2 separate regions of the Ovis aries genome follow, and region 2 is linked to region 1. A link is a contact called in public Hi-C data. All regions are on one chromosome and are shown on one strand. Each heading gives the region's core, a stretch centred on a gene start, on an enhancer-like site or on the middle of the called end of the contact. The rest is flanking DNA. Distances are from core to core; before and after follow the strand shown.

What was found. A called contact is a pair of places that touch in the nucleus more often than the background predicts.
Region 2: a Hi-C map of hypothalamus shows a contact between it and region 1, with 4 times the contacts expected there. The contact joins the enhancer-like site here to the promoter of ELF2 in region 1. A contact is called at or near these places in 2 of 16 Hi-C or Micro-C datasets (hypothalamus and skin fibroblasts).

What each region holds. Positions count from the first base shown.
Region 1 is chr17:18,525,358-18,531,246 of ARS-UI_Ramb_v3.0, forward strand. ELF2 (E74 like ETS transcription factor 2) reads left to right here and starts at 3,083. Exons shown (of 9, transcript XM_060401003.1): 1 at 3,083-3,323.
Region 2 is chr17:18,604,565-18,610,453 of ARS-UI_Ramb_v3.0, forward strand. The region is part of intron 2 of ELF2 (E74 like ETS transcription factor 2); the gene reads left to right. Among named protein-coding and RNA genes, the nearest start is that of NOCT, 46 kb to the right of the region's middle. Within about 2 kb of position 2,872, at least 54 of the 54 cell types and tissues checked have an H3K27ac peak or open chromatin away from gene starts, as enhancers often do. A contact at or near this core is called in hypothalamus, where this site is marked.

The DNA of each region.
Region 1 (5,889 bases), core at 1,833-4,332:
AATCCAACAAGTTAAAAACATATGTCAGTCACTCAAAATTCACAACTGTGTCAGGGCCTTGTGATACCCAGCTTCCAACATGGCCCTAGTGTTATGTCCTTGTGTAGTGGTCTGTATGACCAGCAGAATACTGGTTAGAATAGGCAGCATGGCATTCCTTTGTTCTCTTGGATTACTCACTTTGAAAGGGAATAGAGCCTTATTTAGCCAACTATAACTCAATAGTGCTGAAGGATTTGCCCCAAAAAGAGAATGTTCAATTTGGGAGGGACAAATTATTTACAGGCTACCACTTGGAGAATTTAGTCTTGTCCTTCATTCCTCATGTTGATTACCACTTCCAGCCTTAAAACAGGTGCTAAGGGGTCCTTCTTGCATTTATCATTCTGATATAAAAGTGATGATAACCTCTTCTCTTATTTTGCCTGTCATACTGAAGACAGGCTGAGTAGTCTAAGATGATCTTAAAAAGAGATTTTCTTAGCGAAAACAAAAGGGAAAGAGAGAAAACAAAATTATTCTACCTAATATACATATAATCTTAATAATGTTTGGTCTCTATATATACAGACCAAATCTGTTCCTAACTTAGAAATCAGGGCTTGTTGCATACTCCTTATTATGCCATGTTATGGTCATGGAGATACAGTAGTACTGAATATTAATTCCTTACAAATATAAAAAATGGACAATAGTGAACTTGTACTCAGGCACTTAAGTCCTATCCAACTCTGTGACCTCATGGACTGTAGCCCACCAGGCTCCTCTGTCCCTGGGATTCTCCAGGCAAGAACACTAGAGTGGGTTGCCATTGCCTTCTAAGTTATAGGCTATTTTACAGGAAATAGGGCATTAGAAATATTGCCCTAGAAAGGATGCTGTTTATAGTATTCTGTTTAATGTGTATGAAAGATTTGAATGTTATAGGGACAAGTCGCTCAGTCGTGTCTGACTCTTTGCGACCCTATGGACCATACAGTCCATGGAATTCTCCCGGCCAGAATACTGGAGTGGGTAGCCCTCTCCAGGTGATCTTCCCAACCAGGGATCGAACCCAGGGGTCTCCCGCATTGCAGGCAGAGTCTTTACCAGCTGAGCCACAAGGGAAGCCCTTGAATGGGCTTTATAAGGCTTTATAAATTCTTTAATTTAGAAAAGTGGCAAGAGTCGCTATGTTTTAAAACTCAGGAATCTAAAAAACTTCATCAGAGTTCAGAGGATCTCTGACTGACCCTATTTGCTATACAGATTTCCCCTGTTTAAAAGCAAAAATCTCTTAAGAAAAAAGTACCCAGAGTTGCTTTTTCAGATAGAAAGAATCCCCTCACAACCCTCTTGGCTTCCCAGTAAATATACAGGCATTATTAGCTTTAAAAAAAGAGAAGATCATTAAATTCCTCGCTCTTCAGAGACTTCTACCAGAGGGCCTCCTGTGATTCTTTGAAGTTTGAGCCTTACTGTAGCGTTATTTCCACGGTTCCCACGTTACTTTCAAGAACAGCCATCTCTTATAATCCTCAGCGTTTTTCCTTCGTTCAGGAGTGACGGTGGAGCCTCAAAAAGAAAGCGACTGGAGCCGGGAAACGAACCTGCTGAACACTGTGCCGGGTCCATCGGAGTGCGGCTGCAGGAGCCCGGGAGGGGACCAGAATCGGTCCCCACGCGCACTGGGAGTCTCGGTTCTTTGTTGAATAAATACAAGAAAATGCGGCGGCGGCCAAGTGTGTTGATGGGGGAATAGGTTGAGGCGTTTATATGCATAACTGTGCGTAAGAAAGATCATTAATGAGGCGCTACAAACGCAGGACAACCCTGGGCACCGTGTCATTGGCTTTTGTGTACTTGGAGGCGCGTGAGTGCCCTGCTCAGAGATTCCTCTTTGTGTGAAAGGGGGGAAACCAGAAGCTTGCAGCTACAACTGGGTTTTCATTTCCTTTCGAATTCGCAGGCACTCAAATACTCCCGCACCAACACTCTCCCACATTCCCGCACCGCCAATCCTCGGACTTCAGTTACTTGTCCGTCCGTCGCCGACCGAGCGAGGAGCGACAATGGCTCGGGGTGGACACCCGCAGCTCCCCGGGGCCAGAGCCAGGGGACGGCTCGCCGCGCTCCGCAGCTGCGCGCTGAGCCCTGCCGCCCGCCCGTCAGCAAACGCGAGCACCAACCGTCGCGCGGCCCGGCCGTTGGGCGGGTGGTAATTTCTGGGAATGGGGCGGGGTCCGCGGGGTACAAGGCCGGGCGTTGCAGGCTAGCGGGAGGAGGAAGAGCGGGCTGCGCGGAGGGGCGCGGGCAGGGAGGGGCGTGGCTCCACGAGCGTCACGGGCCGGGGAGGCACTCGGGGCGGGGCCGGTGGCGCACTCCTGCCCGCCCGCGCCCCCGCCTTCCACTTAGTCCCGGCTTCGGAGTGGAGATGCGAGAGACCCGGGCTAGGAGTTTCCACAACCTACAGTCCTCAGTGACTGTCAGGCTGCCCGAGGGCCGAGCAGTCCCTGGAGGAGAAGGGAGGGAGTCCAGAGCTTGGGGATGGGGTGACAGCCCGGGCCCGCGGGGGCCCTCCGAGAGGGGCAAGGGTGTATGAGTGCCGTCTGGGCCGGCGGCCGCTGCAGGTGCACGCGCGGCCCCGCTGCCCCCCACGCGCCAGCCCGCGTTTGGGAGCCCCCGCGCCAGTCCCGGGCCCGGGTCGGAGTCGGGAACATGCTGGCGACGCGCCGAGCAGGAAGCGGGACAAGTGGCGAGAGTCTTTACCTGAGAAGGCGGGTTTTGGAGAAGTTGGGGGGCTACAGGGCGGGCGAGATTCGAGACGGCCACGGAAGCATGTTGGGCGGGCTGGTGCGGGCCGAGGGCGGCGAGGCCCCGCGGGGTATAAATAGCCGGCCCGGGTTTGACAGGCGCGGCGGTGACTGGCGGTGCCGCCGCACCCCCCTCCCCGCCGCCGCGTGGGGAGGGGAGGAGCGCTCGGAGCGGGCGGGGTGGGGGAGGCGGACTCGAGTGTCCTGGTGGCGGCGGCAGGAGGCCGAGGGGGAGGAGCCGAGGCGGGGGGTGGAGGGCGGGGGCCACCATTGCTCCCCGCGCCGGGCTCAGTGTCGCCGCCGTCGCCTCGGCGGTTGGGGGGTCGGTGGAGCGGCGAGGACGGGGGGCTCTGCGCGGGGCGGCGCGCCGCTGTTTTGTCTCCTCCTCTCCCAGTGGAGCGGCTCGGGCAGCCGGGGAGGCCCCGGCTCCCTCCGGACGCCTGGCCAACGGCGGCGGCGGCGGCGGCTACTCCGCGGCCCTGCCGGGAGGGAAAGCGACGCGGCGGTCTTCCCGGGCGACGCGGAGAGCAGGTAAGAGCGCGGGCCGCCGAGGCTGGTGGGAGGGAGGGAGGGCGGAGGGTGCGGCGAGAAAGCCTTGCCGTCCCGAGTGCCACCGCCTCCCTCCGCGCCCCCGCCCGGCGCCTGTGTTGTTTGCTCCGGGGTTAGCGGAGGGTTTTCCGGAGGCTGTGGCGGTGACACCGGCCGGGAGCTGGGAAAGGGGGCTGAGTGCCCGGGGGCAACGGTCGGGGAGCTGGACTTGGAGAAAGGGGAAGGCGCGCGGCGCGCCGCCCGCGAGGAGCGCGGGGCGCGGAGCGGGGCTGAGGGAAGAGGTTACAGACCCCGGCGGGGGGGATGGGCCGCGCGCAGCTGGTCTCGCTGTGTTTACATCGCCGCGCGAGTCACCTCTGCCGAGAAGCGGACTGAACTGACCCGCCTTAGCCCGCGAGGAGGCCAGGGCGGGGGTCCGGCCCTAGAGGAAACGCGTCCTGGGAGGGTCGGGTAAGGCGGGAGGCGGCGGCCGGCGCCGGGGCAGGGCGGCGAGTCCGGGGCGGGACCTGGGCGGCTGCGGCCGCGTGGGGTGGCGTGGACGGCTAGAGAGCAGTTTCCTCCGCCGTCGGGCCTCCTAGTCGCCTCTTACCTTTCCTGCTCTCTGCTGCTAGCTGGCACGGCAGGTTGTACGCGGTCATTCTTTTATTCTCACTCCACACCGGCCCCCTGCTGCCACTTCCCCCTGTTCCCGCGGGAGTGGGGAGGCTGGGCTCTGACAGGAATCTGTTTTTTAAACAAAACAAAAACGGGCTCTGTAACATGCGCGTCCAGTGACCGCCTTATGGAGCCTCTCTTCGCGAAGCTGGCCCTCCGGGACCATGTTCCTGGGTATTGGAGGGTGGGGTGGGGGGACGCGGCAGGAGGACGGTGAAGGCTTGGCTAGGGCTGGAACTGACTGCCTGAGCAGCTTTGCGAGCTGGCAGCCGAGTCCCCTCTCTACTTGGGCATTTTTATTCCATGTCAGTAGAGGACAGAGAAAATACCCCATTACCCCGAGAGTAATCTAGATTGAACAGTTTCTAACGTTCCTCATGTGCCAGCATCCTGGGCTCTTTTTTTTGTAGGAGCTAGCTACGCTGCAGAATAGGCTTTAAGTTCATCGTACTTCATGAAAGAAGAAAGAGGCAAACACTTTATTGTACAACTATGAATTTCACCCCCTATCTTGTGTTCGTCAACATTTATTTCAACTGTATGGTTTAAATTTTAATCCGCTGATGATAGAAGAGTAATCTGGTGTTTAGTAATCAGATTTGCCTTTCTTTTTAACTGTGAGTCTGTATCGTGAAGTAAATTATGCACTTTGTCTAGTGCTGTGGTCACAGAATAGTGTCAGCATGCACAGAATAATGTCTACTTTACCAAGATAGGATTGGATATTTGAGTTTCAGAATTTCTTCTTTTCTTCAGAAGGTAGAATGACTTTATATAAGGCTGGAAGCTAATTACATTTAAAGGGGTTTAGGAGTAAGGTTTAAATATGATATAATAGTTTACAAAGTGAGTTTATATGAGTATTACTGAGATACCTTCTAAAAACATGAAGTAGAAAATTCATATATCTTGGGCATTTGAAATTGGACAATTTAATGTCAGTATTTTTTTAAACTTAGTGACTTGAACTAATTGCTTTGATAAATCATTACTTTTCATTTCAGACATATATATACTCATTTACAAAATAATCACAGTAGGTTGGAAAGAATTTGTAACTTTGAGATTTTTCTATCCCGAGCAGTTAGATTGAAACTGTGGCTGTGGTAGGCCCTTTCAGTGTTGATGGCTTTACCTGCTCACAGATTGTACACCAAGGTTTATTGTCGTTGATGATGATAACAGCTTTATTGAGATATAATTAACTTACCATTCAATTCACCAATTTAAAGTGTACAGTTCAGTGGTTTTTAATATATTCACAGAGTTGTGAAACTATCACCATAATCAATTTTAAAACATTTTCATTATCCCCAAAAAGGAACCTCATACCCATCAACTGTTACTCTCCATTTTCCTCGAAAACCCTCAGTCTTAGGCAAGCACTAATTACTTTCTGTCTCTATTCTGGACAAATTGTATAAATGGAATCTTACAATGTGTAATCTTTCATAACTGCTCTCTTTAACTTAGCATAATGCTTTCAGAGTTCATTTATGTTGTAGCATGTGTCATTTCATTTCATTTTTATTGCTGAGTAATATTCCATTGTATGGATGGATATACCACATATTATTTATCCGTTGATTAGTTGATGAACATTAGATTTTCTACTTTTTAGCTATTACAAGTAATGCTGCAGTGCACATTTTTGTACAAGTTTTTGTGTGGATATGTTTTCATTTCTCCTGAGTATATACAGTTTTTTTTAAAAATTAGTTTTTTGAGTTATTTAATACCCCAGATTAATTCTGGATGCAAAATTTAATAATTTGTTAGTAAATATATTGAGTTGTTAAATTATCACCACAAGCCAATTTTAGAACATTTTATTACTTCTAAAATTTGTTTCTAGTCTTTTTGCAGTTAACCCTTATTCTCACTCCTGGCCCCA
Region 2 (5,889 bases), core at 1,622-4,121, 79 kb after region 1:
CAAAACACATTAATATCTGTTGACTGATAAGAGTGGAAATTCGGGTTTGTTTTCAATTTCAGTGTTCTGTCTAAAGCTAGAAATTAGCTCCTTAGTATTCCTTATCATCCTTTCATCTGGAAGCTCTCAGTTTATGATACTGCCTGTAGATGGATGTCCTTATTTTAAATTAACTAGAAATTAAAAACGACCAATCATACAGTTTTTTTGTCCAATAGGTGGCAAGTTTACCTAACTACAGGAAAGAAATCGCTGTTTGGTTTAAGGGAAGGTTGTATTTTGGAAATGGCAGATAGGTTCTTTTTGGGGAGGCTGGGGATTATGGTGGTAGGACTAGGGGAAAGGTCCAAAGGAATCAATGAGTATTTAGAAGAAAAGAAAAAAGTCATGGACTGTGTAATCTACTCTGAAGTTGCACTGACATGTTGGGCAAATATTTGTAAAAGGACACTGTATTAGTACTACCACTGGAAAAAGTTTGTTCTGTAGTTATCAGCATAGTTCATTCAATCTAGATCATAAGAATGATCTTGTTATTAAAAATAAGTAACAAAATTTTCTTTTGTTAATTCAGCAAATACTTTTTGAACACTTATTCCGGAGGGAGGCACTGTTTTATGTTTTGTGTAGAAACTATAGGGCAACTTTTTTTTTTTTAATATTACGAAACTCTGAAACCAAGGAAGCATTTTGTGTGTGTGTGTGTGTGTGTTTAATGAAGCTTCATCTAAGTCATTTTATAGGCTTGATTTCTTGTGTTGTAAGTTTGTAGTCACTGTGGCAATTTAGCTCCTGCTTCTACTATATTTAAATATGTACGTTATTTGTAATAAGGTTAGTTTTATCAAAAAGATCTTTAAAATTAAGTAGATGATGTGAAATACATTTGCTTCAGAATGAACCAAATATAAATATGAGGGTACATAAACTTCATGACTAGCAAACTTGGGGAGGATAATCTAATCTCTCAGACGTTGGCATGTTCTGTTGTTTGTTAATAAACAGTTATCTAGAGTGCTAACACTTCTGTAGAGGGGAAAGGACAAAGTCGGTCCCTGAGAGTAACTGGATGCTCCTTACTTTGTTCAAGGAAAGCTTTTACAATGTTTTCCGGGTATGACTTTTTTTAGTTGGTATTCTTGTTTTAAAACAAGTGCAGCCTTCCAAGTGAACGGGTTACATGTAGCATAAGCGTTGACACGGCCAAACAAGTTAAACAGCTACCTTTATTTACAGCTGCAGGACTAGGATTAGATCTCTTCCAGAAAGAAAATTTGATTAATGACTCTTTTCTAGAGTGGGGACAACTGCAGACTTTTCTTCCGCAGAGCGTGAAATGTGCCTCTTCCTGCCGAGGGGCCTCGTCCTAGCCGCGGCTCCCGGGGCGACTTCCAGCCTCAGGTGTCCCCTTCGGCTGCGGGCCGCGGCCGCTCTCCGGGGCGGGCGTCCGGGACTTCCTGTCTGGGCGCGGGGCGGAAGGATCGCGTTGCCAGCCGAGGCGGCCACCGCCGCCGCCGCCGCCCCTGCCGTTAGGTGGTGGGGTTTCTCAGCCCGGCGGCGGGAGGCGGGCCGGCCTCGGCTTCCTGTCGGAGGACGCGCAAGGATCCGGGCGTCTGAGAGTGTGAGTGCGTGAGTGTGTGTCGGCCACACGGCGTGTGTCTCCGGCCGCGGGTTCCGCCTCCTCCCCTGCCGCCGCTGCTCACGGTGTAAGTCAATGTGAAGCAGCAGCTCCAGCCCCGGGATAAACATGGCGACGTCTCTGCATGAGGGACCCACGAACCAGCTGGATCTGCTCATCCGGGCTGGTAAGGACAGGGGAACTTTACTCCGGTGCATCAGTGTAGCAGGAGAGGGGGTGCACAGGAGGCGGGGTGGCTCCCCTGTAGCGGTCAGTGCAGGGGGGACCATGTCCATCAGTCACTGGGGCGGCCGGGGGAAAGGGGGGTAGTGAATGAAGTAATGGAGGCGACGAATCAGGAAGTGATCACCTTGGAGAGTAACCTGCTTCGAATCCGGCGCTGTCGCTTTAGGGTGGGTTTGTGGAGCAGCGGCGGCAGCTGCCGGGCGGAGCGCTGGCAGCGGGTGCCGGGGAACGGAACCGCAGTTAAGTTGGGGACTCGGGGGCGGACGAGTTGTGCGCTTCACCCCAGTTGCTGAGGAACCAGGAAGTGAGTGAAGCTGTTGTCTCCCGGCAGCGCCTGCCACGCTGTCTGACCCGAGAGGCCGCTACTGCCCGCGGTCGGGGGCGGCCGGCTTCTCGGGTGGACGCTCGCCACTCCCGCCCTGTCCTCCTTTCAGACTTGGTCCACAAATCCTCGACTTCCGCATGGACGAGGCAGCCCCGGGCCATGTCCGGTAGATCGATACGCGCCAAAAAAAAAAAAAAAAAAAAAAAACCCAAAACCTCTGACCCTCGTCTTCACATCTCCACCTTCTGCGGTCTCAGGAGTAACGGTTCTGGAAAGGGTCACTTAATAACGTGGAGCGGCCCGGGGTGGTGTTTCTCTCAAGGGCCCGCCTCCCTTTCCTCGTTTAGTGGGCGGCAGTGGAGAAGTAGGTTTATTCCCCTTCCCTCGTGGGTTGTTTTTTTTAGGGGGGGAGAATAGAAAAGACACGGAATGTATTTTGTACCCCTGCCCCGGAGCGTTGGGGGCGTCAGAGAAGAACGTTTATTTTGGTAAACAGTGGGTGAAGGTGGGGCGGGCGGGAGGGAGTCTTGGCCCTAGGGAAGTCTCCGCAAGGAATTGCCCCCCTTTCCCCTCCCCCCCAAGCCTCCCACCTTAGCGGAAGCGCCTCGGAGAGGACAGAATGGACGGGATTGACAGCCCTCTGGTTCCAATCTGCTCGCTGAGTTGTTCCAAATAAGAACGTTGGTTTCTGGGGGCGGGACTCTGGGCCCGCGCTGGGCCAATGAAGATTGGGCGGGAGTGAAGCTGACAATGTACGCATGGAATTGGAGGGAAGAGGAGTGTAAACACGGAAGTGGCCGCGGGGGTGGGGGATGTGCAGCGCCACTGCTGCAGCGGAAGGGCACGGACTTAAGTTACATAGAAAAAGCAGCTTTACTTAATAGCAGACAGCGCAGTGAGAGTCCTGAATAGGCGTAGCAGTGCTTGAGTACGATTTACTTACTGTAGTGAACATAAATATTCCTTTCCCTGGGTTTTGTTTCATATCGCCATCGATGGGAATTGGAAGATGGGGAATAGTCATCGAAGAGCATTGCTGGGAAAGGTCTTACCGTCTGTTTTCCATCCATTGTTTTTAGGTAGTGAAGTTAGTAGTTTGGTTGGGGAAACTGTTTCAATTCGGTTGGGAGAAATCATAAATGTATATTTAACAGAACTTAATCTTTAAAATGTAATACTGCAGAGCCCCAAAGAAAAATCACAGTGAGTAGTGATGAAAGCACATTTGACAGTTATTTTCTAATTAGAGCAAGATCATAAATATTAGTGAAAAAGGGGCAGAGTACAATGAAAACTTGGTCCCTTTGTGTAAGTTCAGTCTATTAATAATACTGTTTGAATTAAGGGATGGAATTTTTGGCTTTATATTATTGGTACTAACAATACTTTTGTTTAGGTCAGTCTTGTTGATCGTGTACCTTTTCAGAAACGTTCCTAGTGGTTATGAGAACTTTAGGATAGTCCATGCAGTTAGAATTTTTTAAAATACTGTGAAGATAAGAGGGCTTAATTTTGCCAAGAGATCCTTTTTATAAGCTTTTGGCATTATCAAAACCGAATGTGATCTGTAGATATTTTGCTAGGAGTGGATACATACAGTCTAGTTTTAAAAATACAAAAGTTGTATCTTCTTTGGACGAGATTTTTTTTTTTTAAGTGAAATGCTGTTTTCCAGTTCTGCTGCATTTCACAAGTATATACAAATTTTACAAGTGAAGTTTGTGACAATAGTGTTCTGTGAAGAATATATTTTAATACAGTTGTTTTCAAATATTCCCTCAGTCATGTTCATGTAATCTGAAATTCCTTTATAAACTGTTTTAGAAGGAAATTTGAGACAGGTTTGCTAGTTTATCCAAGGTTTATTCATTGAAAAAGTTGGGGAGGAAATGTGACCTGGAAAATGAAGAATCATGGATCTAACTTTTATTGCTGCCAGTTTCCAATAATGTTGGGAGAGTAATGTTAAAAGGGTTTGTATTTGTAAATGGACATAATGATACTTTTATTCCCTTGAGCGAAGTCATAAAGTGTTAGAATTATTCTTCACAAAGCTTTACAGTCTAATTGAGGAGACGGGTGAAAATCTATATAATACATAAATGTTAAATTTAATTACAGTGATTGCTATATGGGTTTATGATAAGTGTAGAATAGAATGATAGTAAGGAAAACTTTTAGAGGAGATAAGCTTTAAACTGAATATTGTTAGCATAACTGTTGTTTCTAAGTAGGTACAAAGCACTTAGAATTACCACTACTATTATATGTTAAGATTTTAGAGGGTATGGTTTTGCTTTTATTTTCCTCCTTTAGAGACTTAACTGTCAACTTTAGCTATCAACTTCAGCTTTAGTTATCAGTGTTTATGTTGTCAGAGGTGTTTGAATGAAGAATGAAGTAAATATAAATACACTTGTTTATTAAAAATAACTTTCATTTTAACATACAAAATACTTCTTTGTAGTAAAGACTTGACATACTTTATTAAAAACTTTCACTGGCAATATGATACATGAGAAAGAGCCTTGACCCTGAGGTCAGGAGATAGGGATCTTCATCCAGCTGTCACTAAACTGCTCTTTAAAGCTTCATTTTCTGTAAGAGAACAGGATTGACTAGGTGATCTCTACTAACTTTTAAAGCTCTAAAACTATAGGCAGCTCAGATATATTTAATGGAAAGTGAAGGTTCTCATTTTCTTGGATTTATTTACACCATGTGAGTGAATTTGTCTAAGGTCATTATGTAATGGCGAGGTTAACTTCTTTCACCAATCTTTGTAACAAACTGGAGCTTGAGGTTGTGTCTGTATGTTGAATAAGACACAAGATATAGTTTATTTAATAATATAGACCCATTTTTAGTCTGTAAGGATAAATAAGTATTCCTTAATATTTATGCAAAAATGTTGTGTACATGTGGTCTTCGTTTTTTTAAGACTGCAAAGAGTTTAAAATAGTCTCCCTTATCATGTACATACATTCCTTGACTTTTTTCTTTTTTCATCTTTTTTTGAGAAATTGAAAATTGGGAAAGTGGAGAATTAGAGAATTGAGAAATAGATTAACCAAAAGTATTATTCTGCTTTAACTGAGCTATTGAAGGGAAGGGGGGAGGGGGAAATTTTTCTGGAAATGCAGCCTAAGTATTTTCCCGGACAGAAGAAATCTGTCTAGTTTGTCAAAATTCATCATGAAATTTGAACTTGAAAATCTAATTTATTATAAACAGGAATACCTAGTATCAACCTTGAAAAGATCATTAATTTGAAAAAAAAATTAGCAGGCAGTGAAAAAATGAGGGCCTGTGTTGAAATAAAATTGGAAGAATGGCATTAATTTTTTAAAAATTTATTTGAAAATGTGTTTAAGAAATTACTCTTTAGAATTCATTGCAGCATTAGTACTAAAATTCATAAAAAATTGAGTTAAAGAGTAAGTTATCAATATGTAAATAGTCATTCCAGGTAGTTCAACATCAATTTCCTTTAGGGACAGATTTAACTGGTGGAAAGGGGCAGGCAGGAGAGTGTTTCTGATTTTTGAAAAGTTAAAAAAAAAAAACCATGTGCAAGTAAGTTGACAAAATACTATTATACTTACGGAAATGGAATCATAATTTTTTGTCCGCACATTGATTTTATGTTTAGAAGCTAAAACTTACAGAAATATGAGGATGGAATTTGGGTGTTTTTAAT